Linked DNA regions of Mus musculus: all the other regions are linked to region 1. The links are chromatin contacts, called in public Hi-C and HiChIP or PLAC-seq maps. All regions are on one chromosome and are shown on one strand. The core of a region is the stretch at or near the end of the contact, and the rest is flanking DNA. Distances in the headings are between cores, read along the strand shown.

Region 1 (2,549 bases), core at 16-2,515:
TTCATTCTTTTAAGTTTTCTTCATTCTCCAAGCAATCAGATATTTATGAAATCCTAGTTCCCAGGACTGATCCCTCCTTTTGTGGATCACACAGTGGAACTCAACTAGGAATGATCTAGTCCTAGCCTTCTCTTGTATAGCTCTATTGAAGTGTACTAGAGGGAGTAGTCAGTTACCAGGGCTTGGGAAAGAAGTCAGTATAGTGAGCATTTAAATCTCTCCTACCTTGGCCCAAAGTGTTCTTCACTATATCAAAATAAATGTTTGACCTCAGAGATTGCTCAGTGGTTATGAACATGTGTTGTTCTTGCAGAGAACCCAGGTTTGATTCCTAGCTCCCATATGGAAGCCCACAACCATCTGTAATTTGAGTTCCAAGGGATCCAACACTATTCTGCCCTCCTTGGGAGTACTGCATGCAAGTACTCTTAACCACAGAGGCATTTCCCCAACTCTAGGCAGAGAGCTCTTTTATTCTAAGAATCAGACTTTGTTTTTCTCAAGTCAAAGATTTATGATACAGTGATTTTGTAAGGGAAGTCAGGTTTACTATGATATAGTGATCTTGGAAGGAATTATTTCTATAATTATAGTCTTCTGCGTTGTTTTCTATTTAGATAATTTAGAAAATGGCAAGTACATTGTAAAGCTTACTTTTTGCTAAGATTGATATATTAACAAATATATAATATATGTTATAGTAGCAATACATACTTATATATGTTTTATATATGGTATGCATGTTATATATAACATTATTATATACATATATGTTATTATAACTTACATGTATTAACTTGAGCTTTTCAACAGACCTATGAAATAAGTAGTACTACTCTTCCATTTTTTATGTAAGGAAACCATAGTGAAGAGGAAATCGGTTTTACAAGATATTTTGGTTCTAGAGTGGGTCCCAAACCAGATGTCTGGCTTTGTCATCTACATTCAACTAGCAAGGTCAGGCCTTGTTCCTGACAATTCTGTTTTCAGAACCCAGTGGCCTTGTCCTTGAACTTAAATGTAGTCACCTATAACCTTGAGAATTCTGTCTCTACAGATTTTCTGACATTGTACTTACTCCGTTCAGCAGCTGCTTCCAATCTGCATTCCTGGTGTTCAGATACCACCGGGTCAGACATTTTTCTGGGTTTGTTTGTGAGGGTGTTTTGGGTAAATTAGCATTTGAATTGGTAGGCAGAGTAAAGTATGGTCTCCTTTTGTGGATGGGTCTCTGCCCCTCAATTTGAATTCCTGGATAGAACAAAAGAACTCTGCTCGGAGAGAACTTCTGCCCCTGCAGACCTTGTAACTGGCTAACCTTGTAAGGAGAGGTGTCTACAAGTGTCTCTCTTTCTCTCTCTCTCTCCCTCCCCCCATATGTGTATGTTGTGCTTTAATTTATGTGTATGAGTCTGTTCATAATATACGCAAATTTCCATATCATGTATATGTACATATATTCTGTTAGTTGCTCCTTTCCATAAATCTGATTAATACAGAAACCAATTTTTACCAATAAGGGAAATTTTTAGTGATATGAACGTTTAGAAAAAGTTGAAAAGACTATATTAGATTTGCAAATATCATGTCATAAGTTCTTATAATGTGGTAGATTATGGAAAGACAAAAAAACAGGATGATAACACTTCTGCTAATTGGAAAGTTGACTTTAAAAGTATTAGAAATTATTGTTCACAAAATATACTACTACAGGAGAAAGGAAAGGAAGAAAAAAAAGAAAGAAAGATGCCAGGATGACTGTAGAGGGAGCTATCTGATCAGCTCAGATATTAAAGAACAACTTAATGATGAAAGAAGTTGAAACCAGTCTGCCCTTAAGGAGGGACTTACGAGACAGAAACAGAAAAAACAAAAGTAAACGGTTTATCCATAAAAGTTACATTCAAGTAATTGTAACATGCTGTAGGTAAAAAGGGTGGGATGCTTTATTCCCGGTGATAGGCCAGAAAGGGTGAGAGCTTGAGCCATGCTCTGCGGCTCTCTAGAGCACAGAGGAGACCTTGTCATCCTCATTCAGCACAGTCTTCTCTTCCCAGCTAAATCCTAGACTGCAGTATGTTGCAAAGAGCCTAAAAAGAGAGCAAAAGTATACTGTGAGGGTAGCCGTCACAGAGCCCCAGCCATGGACTTAAATTCCACCGTTGTTAGAGTATGCAACTCCAGACATTGCAAACATACTTATATTTAAAGTTCAGTCACTCAGCACTTATTTATTAAGTACTGACCTGTTCCTAACAGCATACAGACACTGAGGATACATAGGAGACAAATATAAGACAATCCCTTTGGAAGCTTGAAGAATCCCAGAACCCAGGCCAGAAATTGAGGATAGGTTTAGATTTAAACAAGAAGGTTCCAAACCTGGAGACACAGCCCATATTAACTATCTGGTGGACAATAGCTGTGAGATTTGGGGGTTTGGATCATAGATTCATCTCTTTATTCTGCTCTTACAGGCTAGTTTGTATTATCAACTTCATTGAAATAAATTAGAAATACTTGTGAAGAAACAATGTCCATTAAGGAAT
Region 2 (2,549 bases), core at 24-2,523, 420 kb after region 1:
CTCTCCCTTCCCTTCCCTTTCTGCATGCATGCATGCTTGTATATATGTATTATGGAAAAGGGTTTCATATTCAGGCTAGACCTTCACCTCACCGCACAGCTATAAATTAGCTCAAAGTTTTGATCTTCACGCTTCTACCTCTTTAGTGCTAGGGCTTTAGGCCCATGTCACCATTCCAGGGTTATGTGGTGGTGGGTATGGTAGGTTTTGTGTATGCCAAACACTTTACTAGCTGAGCTGTGTTTCCAGCCTCGTGGATAAGTATTTTGTCCAGTGTTTTATTTTTACTCTGTGGACGGGGGTAACAGGCCTCCCTTAAAATAACAGCCTTGGTCTTAGTCCACACTTCTTAGTTTTCAAAGTGGAAACAGTTTAGGGAGTTTCAACTGAGGCCTGCATCTTAAGAACTGTGCAAAGACCTGCCTCAGCTGTGCATTCTGGGAGGCCTCACATAGGGTATGTGTGCATCTCTGACATCTTAAGCCCATCAATGCAGGCCCCCTCACATAGCTTTTGAGCTAGTCTTTCAACAAAGAGAAAGGCCTTGGAAGGGGCCTGCTTTTGTCTTGTCACTGATGGTGGCTCCTTCCATTGCAGTTCTTCAGACAAAGCTTTTCTCTTCGCCACATTCACTTTGCAGTTCTTCACTTGGCCAAAGAAGCAAATCTGTTTTCCATATTGGAAAGCTGGAGGTGGTTCAGGAGAGGTAGGAGAGAAAGCGGCCTCACTGGCTGTAAAACATGTGAGCTTGGGTTTCTCTAGCCATGGGATTCATTTCTCTGTCACCGGTCTCCAGCAGGACCAAAATACAGGTCTGGGTATGTTTATACTGAACATTTTTACATTGTTTTGTTTTGTACATTGTACAAAACTGCAGGCTGGAGATTTGTAGGGAAACCTTTCCTCTGGGTTTAAAAAAAAGAGAAGATTGGGATGCCCTTCAGTGGATTATAGCTTCATAGTAGTGTGCATGCTTAGAATGTAGGTGGTCTTGGGCTTGATTGTCAGTGTATACACACACACACACACACACACACACACAAATACACACACAAATATGCATACACATATGGGTAGGAGGATATTTAGTTTTGTAGAACAAAAAAGGTGCAGCTAATGTGAGCTAATTTCCGGTCTGTGTTTCATACCTCTCCAATGGCAGGTGTAGTGTGCGGTTCAGTGAGCTCTCAGACATAAGTAGGGATCGGTGTCCTCCCACCCCAATCGCTGGGCAGGGCCTAGTGGACAGTGTGCAGTGGTGATACTTTAATTCACGTGCAGTACTTTGAGAAGCCAGTAGGTGGCAGGCAGTGACAAAAGCTGGAATGTCTGAAGGCCAAGGACTAGGAATCAGGTAGTAGATTTTATAAGAGAAAATAGTTTGAATTTTTTTTTTTCTTCCTCCTGTGAGGTTGCTGAGCAGTGCATCTGGGTCTGTCAAAAACAAGAGTTCTTTCTCATTTTCTTTAGGAAACAGAGGACAAATAGCTGGCAGAGCAGGGTCCATTGTGGAGCTGGGAAGGAGAGACGGGCTGCTGAGGCCTGAGCTTTGGAGCATACATTTGACCTTTCCTTTGTTCCACCTCTCCAGGCTCCTTGACCTTTTTGCTATGGCCCAGGAGGAAGGTTCTTCACATTCCAGGAGGCGTTTCCTGGGCCACATGGTGTCTGTCTCGTGCCTTGGGGGCTTATGTACACAGTTTTTCTGGCATCACAGATAACATTGAGGGACTCTCAGTTACTGCAGATTTAATGGTATTACTTTTTTTTCCCTTGTTTTTTTTTTTTTTTTTTTCCCCCTGCCTCCCTAACTAAGCAAGTAAATTCTGGCAATCTGGATCCTTTCAGGACCTGACCAGAGAGACTATTCCAGCCCGCAGGAACCAGTGTTTATAAATGGCCAAGAATGTGCAAACACTGGTGAAACGGCAAATAAATCTTTCCCTCTGAATTTCCTGCTTCAGGCCCAGGGGATGTGGTAGGGGGTGTTGCCAGATTACCTTGACTTGGGGTGTAAGCATGTAGACACCCACTTACCCTCAGCCCGCAAACAAGGCCTGTGAGATAGACTAACCCCGAGCCTTCTGCCCCTTCAGCACTGCTGCGGCCAGCCACAGGATGCCTTCTCTCAGTTCTGACTTCTCTGAGAAACTTCTGGAAGTGGGTTTCTTATTTTGTACTACTTCAGGTGTGGTCCTGGGACCAGCCATGTAAGTGTCTCCCTGGAAACTTCTTAGCAACGTGCAATTAAATCCAGGCTCCATTTCTACCCCGCTGGTCCAACTTGGCATTTTCCCTACAAGCCCCTCCAACCCAGGCAACTCATTATAGATGGGGAAGCTTGGTGCTATCCCAGAGGCTGGTGAGCCTGTATTTGGCCTATTGCCTGTTTATTATGCCCTTGGATCAGCTAAGAATGATTTTCGCATTTTAAAAACTGATCAAAACCCGCAAGACTATTTTATGACGTGGAATGATAAAAACATCAATTTTCTGCATTTATAAATGAGGTTTAAGGGAAGCTCAGTCACAGGTTAGTTAGCATTGTC
Region 3 (2,549 bases), core at 33-2,532, 360 kb after region 1:
CACCTGCCTCTGCCTCCCGAGTGCTGGGATCAAAGGCGTGCACCACCACGCCCGGCGTCTGTACTTTTAAAGCTCCTTCCCAAACTGCACAGAAGCTTGAGAAAGCCAAGTTCATAAAACATTTTACAAAATAATTGTATAGTTCTGAGAAAATGCTGCAGTTTCTGGGGGCCTGGGGGAAGAAACTGCCCCCGTGGCCCCAAGCTACCAGTGGGATTTGGAACTGCCCACACTTGAACTTATATGAACTGCGCAGGCTCTGTTTCCAAAAGCCTCTCACCCGCTATTTTAAGGAAGTGAAAGAACCGAAGGGTGTCCTGCTGTGACACAAGTCTGGGGCCCCAATCTTCCTCTACTGGCTTTGCCTTTGCTCTGCTGCTGGCCATGTCCCCGCAGTGCTCACACACCTGTTTGCCACAGTATTTATGATCTTCTGTTCATGTGTGCAAGCCTCTGGTCATACCAGTAATTTTAGACTAATTTTGAAAAAAAAAAAAAAAAAAAAAAGACGAGTCGTGTCTGTCAACACTCCAGGTGTAAGCAACTGGAGTCCAGCTTAGTAGAGACTCCTGCCAGAGTCCCTGTATCCCTGCCATCTGAGGCCCTGGAGATTCTAAGCAGATAAAATGAGCAACCGGCCCTTGGAGGCCCGGGTAGGGCAAGCAGCTGTGGTAAAACCCAGGGCCTTATGCACGCTCGAGGTAGGTGCTGGGATTCGGTCTCCAGGTTTTTTTTGTTTGTTTGTTTTGCATACTTGTACCTGACCTTGCAGGGCACAGGAAGTGTTCTGTCTTCAGCTATTCACAAGACAGAACACCAGAGCTTTAACCACTAGAGGGACCTTCAGGAAAGGCGGGGGGAGCGGCGGCGGAGGTTGAGTTAGACAGATCTAAGAGTGACATGGAACCCAAATTGGGGTTGGTCTGGGCTGATTGGGAATGATACAGGTCTTAGACTACCCTTAATCTCAATGGGGTTACACAAGGCCCGCTGTGTGTGTGTGTGTGTGTGTGTGTGTGTGTGTACGCTTGCGCTTCGGTGCTCCTTTCTGCAATTCTCCGCACGCTTTCCTCGTCCTGCTGACAGATTACAAAAACTCTGGAGACCTGAGCACAGTGGGACACAAGGAAAATGCCTAGGGTCCTTTCTGCGGCCGGAAGAGTGCAAGAGTCCTAGGTGCAAGCAGTGGGCTGGACCCAGAGAGGGGCGTGGTCTCCCGGGAGGGGCGGGGTTTGAGCCAGCACGGGAGCTCTGCCTGGGGGCGGGGCTGACCAGGCAAGTCCCTGTGGAACTGGAACTGTGGCTCTTGGGTCCTCGCGGGCCACTGCGGTGCGGGAGAAGGAGGAGGGGTGGCAGAGGGGCGGTTCCTAGGGGGAAGGTCCCAGCAGCCAGAGAGCCACACTCCGGGACCAGCCTCTCTGGGATCCCCGCCTCCGTCACGTGGGTGCCGAACCGGGTCGGTGCTGGCGGGTCTGCCACTTGGTTGGCAGTTGGTCCTTGGGCCAGTGGCCTGTCACTGGGTTCTCCGCTCTTATGTTGGAAAGTGTGAGGGACACAGGAGCGACCTGCATACCTGAGCCTCCGAGAGAGAAGCTGCACTCTGGCATCCAGGTCAGTGGGTCTCCCTGCCTCGGCTCACCGCTATCCCGGGAACTGAGTACCCCCAGATCCAAGAACTACATGGGTAGTTGGGCGTCTGTGGTCTTTTAGACCTTCGAACGTTTTCAAGACTTGGGGACCCACTTATTTGTCTGGGAGACTGAGAAAAGGGAGCAACTCCCCTGGATTTGCTTGAGTTTTCTACCCGACCTCGCTCTGGATGTGCCACCTGCCCCGCGCTTCTACAGGTGGCAGAGTGGTCCCCAGGATACCGGGGTGTTCCGATATCTCAGAGTTCCGGGCGATTTTGACCCAAGCCTTGAGTCCCGTGAGGGCAGCAGTGGCATCAACTGGAGATACCTAGGTGGGTTTGTTCCATAGACCTTTGGTCCAGAGCGCTTTGGCCAGGAGCAGTTCTGTGCACTAATTGCTAAATGCAACACACTTCCCAAAGGCTCAAGGCAGGATTAGGGTGTGGGGATGCTTCTGTTTTTAAAAGTGGGTCCTCTTCCCTCCTTCCATCCTGACGCCAGACCCATACTTTTCCCTCCGATCAAAATAAGGTTATTATATGTTTAAAAACTAGAACTTCCAAGGTTCCGGTAGGATTCAAATAGGCATTCAGCTCTTTCTTAGAGCACTGAGATATTTGATATAGATCAGTCTTCCTCTTCATATTTTGGTTTTATTTCTGCCTGTGTTCATTTCTCTTGGTCCTTAATTGATTATATTGTAGACTGTAGTGTTTATTAGATTACCGAGTATTTTGTTAAGGTAAATGCTCAACTACAGGAAGGAAGTCAATTACAGACCTAATTAATCTTCAGTCTTAGATTACTATTGGTATACTAAACATGTTATCTGATTAGAAATTATTTCTTTCTTCACCAGCCCGTTTGTATGCATATTTACGTGACTTTGAAGTGGAATATTGTTAAGTCTTTTGTTGT
Region 4 (2,549 bases), core at 34-2,533, 330 kb after region 1:
TTTTGTTTTGTTTTTAAATAAGGATGTAAGAGAAGTTAGCTAAAGTTCAGGCAGTTTTGGAAGGAGTTCAAAGATGGTTCTCTGAAACAAGAGCAATTGTTCTTAACAATAAGGAGATGGTGCTTGGAACATTACCAAGGATATAGGGAAGAACCAGTTAGCGACCAAAATCATATCAAAGAAGAGGAGAGAGGAACATCTATTAAGAACTAGGATATTCAAGAGCTACCAATAAGAAATGTTCAGATTTTAGATTTCAGCTACTTGTGTATGGATCAAATGCAAACTCAGGTCTTCTACCTCCCGACCAGGGCTCTTTCCATATTCCATAAATGCTCCAATTTCCCCTATTTTAAAAAGTGATTCATTAACAATGCAAAATAAAACAGAACAGAAGATGGAGGTGGGGTCCTGGGCCTGCCTATGGAAAAAGAGGTAAAGGTGGGGAGGCACTAGCACAGGAAACATAAACATGGAAGGTTTTATGGCTTTGCTCCAGCAACGGGATTTCTCTTTAGCTGGCCTGAGGGTCTGGTTTCCAGGCTGCTGCTAATGGGAATTCTGACACTGATGATGGGAAACTCGAGGACTTTCTCACAGTGGGATTACATTTCCTGATGACTCAGTGTCCCAAAAACCACTGTGTCAATCATTCATTCTCATCCTAAAAATTTTCTTCTGGGCCAGGAGAGATGGCTCAGTGGTTAGAAGCACCTGCTGCTCTTGCAGAGGACTGGAGTTCAGTTCCCAGGAATCATATCAGAGAGATTGTAACTCTGGACCCAGGAATCTCTGAGGCCACGTTCTGGCCACTGTGGGCCCCATATTTTCATGCATACATGTGTACATGAATTAAAAAATAAATCTAAAGAAAAAGGAAAAAAATTTTTTTCTTCTAAGTTCAATCCTGACAATTCTCAGCTGTTGGTCTGGGTAGCCAGGCCTGTGCCCACTGTACCCCTCTGCCCACAGAGCAATGCTGCCCTGTACACTTTTCTGAGATGGCATAGATCAGCATTCACATTTCCTTGCTATGCCTTTAAGAGCTACGAGAATGCAAGAAACAGAGGTGGGGTCTCCTAACAGAACTTCTTGGAAAAAGATCCTAGGAATTTCTGCCAGAAACTGAACTGAAATTCCAACACTGAGACCTTGGGGGGTGGCCTGTGTTGAGCTAGGCCTGCGATTGGACTGCACAGTCTATTAAGGAGGAGGGAACCAAAAGTAAAAGAGTTGGGGGAGGGGAGAGGAGAAAAGACCTCCCCTCCCCTTCCCCAACCCGTACACTCTGAACCTGGAAGCTGTAAGTAGCCATTAGCCTGGAGAGGGTCTGTGCATGGCCAAGCTGAGGGCAGCAGACACTGGACCCCCGGAGCTCTCTGCAACCAAGTGAACACGTAAGGCCTGCAGAGACTGGCTTGCCAACAGCTGGACTTGATCACCAGCTTGAAACTGAGATCATGCACCGGGTAGAATAACAAGCGGACTTTGTTCTCTCTGGCTATGCAAAGCGTTGTTTTCCAAGGAATTGCCACAGCAGCAGACAGAAAACCAGAGATCACCACCCGGACCCCTGAGTCGTTTTAGAGAACCAGAGTTCCTGGGAAGTGTGCAGGATGGTGGTGGCCCTTCAAGAAGCTTCTGCTTCCCTGGTTCTCTTCCTTGCAGCATTTCTGCCCCCACCACAACATGCCCAGGACCCAGCCATGGTACACTACATCTACCAGCGCTTCCAAGTCCTCGAGGTAGGTGACCTGTCTTCCCTTCACAGGGAGTATGCCTCTTGGAAGTCACTCTGCTGTGCCCCCACTTTGCTGTCAACTAGGGTGCATGTCTTCCTGATACAGAATGAATCACTGCTAAGATGACATTTACAGATGTGCATAGCCTAGCAGCTCAGATGCCACCTCCATTGCAGGCCGCTTGTACTTTCCCCTGGCAGTTTTTCTAACCTATAAAATGGACATAGTGATAGAATTTAGGTTCAAATGATACTCTGCAGATTTAATAAAGAGATTTCAAATTAGGGATGTTTTATTTGGGTCATTAATCCATACTCAGAACATAGCCTAACTCACTGAGTAAATTCTCAGGTTGTTGAACATTCAAAACCAAATAGTTCAGTCTTCAATGTATGAATTAGAACTCTAGTCATGTTTTCTTCATCTTTTACTATATAGGGATGCTAAGTGATTCCAGCTTTTCTCTTTTCCTTTTTATGATAAACTGTTAAGTGAATATAAGACAATGTGGTGTTACATATGGAGGCTCACCATAGATTTTTGCTTTTTATTCCTAACTGGACTTGGGTTTGGAAATGAGATTTCCCAGCAATGTTAAACAGAGTGAGAGCATTTGAGGTAGAACTTTGTTAGAACAGTCAAAAACCCAGGGTCGGGAACATGACTCAATTGGTAAGAACTAGCCTAGCGTGCAGGAGCCTGGGGTTCAAGGCTCATCACTGCAGAAACCAGGTATGTTTTATGATATCAGCTGTAACAGCAGTACTCAGGGAGTGGAGGCAGGAGGATCAGGGGCTTCAGAGTCAT
Region 5 (2,549 bases), core at 29-2,528, 290 kb after region 1:
TCATACCTAGCAAGAGTTCCATGTGCCCAGGATAGAACTCGTGACCCATATTTTGGGGCACACTATGAATGAATCACAGAGAAGCACAACCTGTAAACATGGAAATCACCCCAGGAATGCTGAACAGCTGAGAGGCTGGAGGGATGACAGGGATACGTGTCTCTGGCCAGCTCAGCTATTAAGTCAGTGGCTCAAACTTCTTCAACTGTAGCATGTCCACTTAACCCTGAACTGTCCACCTCTGGATGCAGCTCCTGATGTCACAGATTTGATTGTTGCTGAGTTCAAAGTCAAGTCCAGGATCACCCAAAAGCCACAGAAGTGTGGTAATAAGGGCTGTGTCTGCTCTGTATATCATGGCATTTCTTACCTTTCCTGTAGCACCTAGAACATTGTTTTATACATCAAAACAATTCTTAAAATGCTAACGAGGAAGAGAGCAGTTGTGGTGTCATATACCACCCTAGAAGATGCTCATGGTGTCCCATTATGCATTCACAGTGGAAAGTCAATGTCAAGGACTGGGTTTTTTTTTTTTTAATGAAGATTTTAGGCATAAAATAGTGAGAATCTACAAAATAATGAACAAATATCAACTTCCAGAGGAATTCCCTCATTTCCATTCATCTCCAGGTTTTTATGGTTGGTGTTGAATGAACATATAATGGTTTGCATAACTATCATACAAGAACTGAGCTCTTGAAGAATCCTTGGTCACGATTAGACTAACCAGGTTGGTGGAGGCAGTCAGTCATTCCTGTCTATTGTGGCAAGAGTTGATGGAGAATATAAGTTGGCCTGTGGGTCCCCAGTGAGGTGCAGACCCGGAACTGTCATGATGCCACAGATCTTCCTGGATGTAGGAGCTCCAGCACAACAGAGTTGACTTAGGAGTGCCCCAGCTGAGTCTACTGTCTAGCCTCTAGGGCACAGAGTCGGTACCTGCTAACTGATCTGAAAACTTGTCCTGGCAACAGAACGAACAGGAGGAAAGATTTCCTGTAGCAAGGAAGAGCGAGCAGTGCAGCGCACAAAGACAGCAATGGGCAAGGATTCAGGAACACTCAATGAGAATACCTGCCCTCCCCAAGCAAGGCTCTGCTCCCTCGTAGACTGGCCCTACAGGGATGCCTGAGCTGGTGGTGACCGACTTAAAGATCCAGCAGAGGCTGTAACATATTTTGCTTAAAACTACAGCTGGTTTATAATTTTGGCCTCAGACAGTAATTACAGCTGCCAGGGCTCCTCTGAGAGATAATTACGGGAAGAATTCAGCACACTCATTTTATCTACACACTTAACCATCAATTAAATCATTACCATCTAATCCTATCCCAGAGTCTAGGAATGTTCTGTGAATATATAATTTTGAAGACATTGAAGTTTGTTTTCAGATGATTTTAAGTGAAAAATTGCTCAATTTCCATAGCCCACACAGGCCCCTGGGCATGTTATCTCTATGAAGGCAGAGCCAGTGTCTCCTAGCCTGTGGTGACTGCCCCTCTGGAGGCCTGTGCTACATAGAGGACTGAGCTAAGATGGGTTTGCCCTGGGCTACAACTCTCCATTCACTCAAACTCAGGAGTGGGTCTTTTCTCATTGGAAGTTCAGGGCTCCAGAGTCTGACCACTGAATTTGTACTTTGACTTTTCTGAGCTGTGTGTCTCTGAACAGGTTGTTAAAATTTATTTAAGCCAGATTAGTCAACTTTTCAAGTACACAAATATAGATCCTACCAAATAGGGAGGGCTGTTGCCAATCTTACATGAGACAATGAATGTAATATGTTTAGCACAGGGCCTGGTATTTACTGGATGCTATGTAGGTTTTAATAGTCAGTGTTATTTGGTATATTAGTATGCACAGGGAAGGAGGGAAGCAGGTGGAGAATAGGAGGGTCTAAAAATATTATTCCAGGCTCTGAGAGCACTTGGGATGATGGACTGGTATTGACCCTGGGATAATGCTTTGGGCCTCAACATCTAGCCTTGGACTTCACAGCCTCTAACCTCTTGGTCCTTACCTTCCTCAAGGTAACCCACCTGAAAGCCTCTCTGTCTTACCCTATACCCCTGTCCTGGGTAATTTTATGTCAACTTGACAGAGTCTAGAATAATCTGAGAGGAGGGAACCAAAACTGAAAAAATATCTCTATTAGATTAGGCTACAGGCAAGCCTGTAGGGCATTTTCTTAATTAGTGATTGAGGTGGGTGATCTCACCCCTGGGCCGATAGTTCTGGATTCTATAAGACAGCAGAGTGAGTACGCCATGAGAGTCAGTAAGCAACACTTCTCCCGTGGCTACTGCATCAGCTCCTGCCTCCAGGTTCTTGCCCTAACTGCTTTAGATGATAAACTGTTATATGGAAATGTGAATGAAATAAACCCTGCCCTCCCCAAATTGTTCTTACATGCTGTCTAATCACAGAAATACTAACCCTAAGGAACCCCTTATCCCCTGACCCAGCTGCCCATCAAACCGTGCCCTGATACTTTTCCAGGAGCTTGGGGCACTGCCAGCTCCACCAGCCTGCTATCTTACATTGCT

The links. A called contact is a pair of places that touch in the nucleus more often than the background predicts. HiChIP or PLAC-seq counts read pairs in DNA pulled down with a chosen protein or histone mark.
Region 2: a Hi-C map of the N1E-115 cell line shows a contact between it and region 1, with 9 times the contacts expected there. The contact joins two enhancer-like sites. A contact is called at or near these places in 7 of 484 Hi-C or Micro-C datasets (the N1E-115 cell line, cerebellum, cortical neurons and 4 more) and 5 of 115 datasets of contacts at active chromatin or transcription factors (astrocytes and embryonic stem cells).
Region 3: an H3K27ac HiChIP or PLAC-seq map of embryonic stem cells shows a contact between it and region 1, with 4 times the contacts expected there. The contact joins the promoter of Ppfibp2 here to the enhancer-like site in region 1. A contact is called at or near these places in 7 of 39 promoter capture datasets (cranial neural crest, embryonic stem cells, hippocampal neurons and 3 more), 3 of 484 Hi-C or Micro-C datasets (all in embryonic stem cells), 6 of 115 datasets of contacts at active chromatin or transcription factors (craniofacial prominence, embryonic stem cells, forebrain and 1 more) and 1 of 9 other capture datasets (pancreatic islet).
Region 4: a contact with region 1 is called in an H3K27ac HiChIP or PLAC-seq map of embryonic stem cells, with 5 times the contacts expected there. The contact joins the promoter of Olfml1 here to the enhancer-like site in region 1. A contact is called at or near these places in 7 of 39 promoter capture datasets (the HPC-7 cell line, HPC-7-derived erythroid cells, cranial neural crest and 4 more), 6 of 484 Hi-C or Micro-C datasets (the N1E-115 cell line, cerebellar granule neurons, embryonic stem cells and 1 more) and 9 of 115 datasets of contacts at active chromatin or transcription factors (embryonic stem cells, neural progenitor cells and stem cell-derived neural progenitor cells).
Region 5: a Hi-C map of the N1E-115 cell line shows a contact between it and region 1, with 21 times the contacts expected there. The contact joins two enhancer-like sites. A contact is called at or near these places in 1 of 15 datasets of contacts at CTCF or cohesin (hippocampal excitatory neurons), 43 of 484 Hi-C or Micro-C datasets (the AtT-20 cell line, the Ba/F3 cell line, the G1E-ER4 cell line and 21 more) and 10 of 115 datasets of contacts at active chromatin or transcription factors (astrocytes, embryonic stem cells and stem cell-derived neural progenitor cells).

The regions. Positions count from the first base shown.
Region 1 is chr7:107,235,911-107,238,459 of GRCm38.p6, forward strand. No RefSeq gene overlaps it. Among named protein-coding and RNA genes, the nearest start is that of Rbmxl2, 28 kb to the left of the region's middle. Within about 2 kb of position 1,266, at least 15 of the 459 cell types and tissues checked have an H3K27ac peak or open chromatin away from gene starts, as enhancers often do. A contact at or near this core is called in the N1E-115 cell line and embryonic stem cells, where this site is marked.
Region 2 is chr7:107,660,103-107,662,651 of GRCm38.p6, forward strand. All of the region lies in intron 3 of Ppfibp2 (PTPRF interacting protein, binding protein 2 (liprin beta 2)), which reads left to right. Among named protein-coding and RNA genes, the nearest start is that of Ppfibp2, 66 kb to the left of the region's middle. Within about 2 kb of position 1,274, at least 36 of the 459 cell types and tissues checked have an H3K27ac peak or open chromatin away from gene starts, as enhancers often do. A contact at or near this core is called in the N1E-115 cell line and embryonic stem cells, where this site is marked.
Region 3 is chr7:107,593,769-107,596,317 of GRCm38.p6, forward strand. Ppfibp2 (PTPRF interacting protein, binding protein 2 (liprin beta 2)) reads left to right here and starts at 1,283. Exons shown (of 25, transcript NM_008905.2): 1 at 1,283-1,611.
Region 4 is chr7:107,566,150-107,568,698 of GRCm38.p6, forward strand. It overlaps Olfml1 (olfactomedin-like 1), which reads left to right and starts at 1,284. Exons shown (of 3, transcript NM_172907.3): 1 at 1,284-1,745. The coding sequence starts at 1,617.
Region 5 is chr7:107,527,078-107,529,626 of GRCm38.p6, forward strand. The region is part of intron 6 of Syt9 (synaptotagmin IX); the gene reads left to right. Among named protein-coding and RNA genes, the nearest start is that of Olfml1, 39 kb to the right of the region's middle. Within about 2 kb of position 1,279, at least 3 of the 459 cell types and tissues checked have an H3K27ac peak or open chromatin away from gene starts, as enhancers often do. A contact at or near this core is called in the N1E-115 cell line, where this site is marked.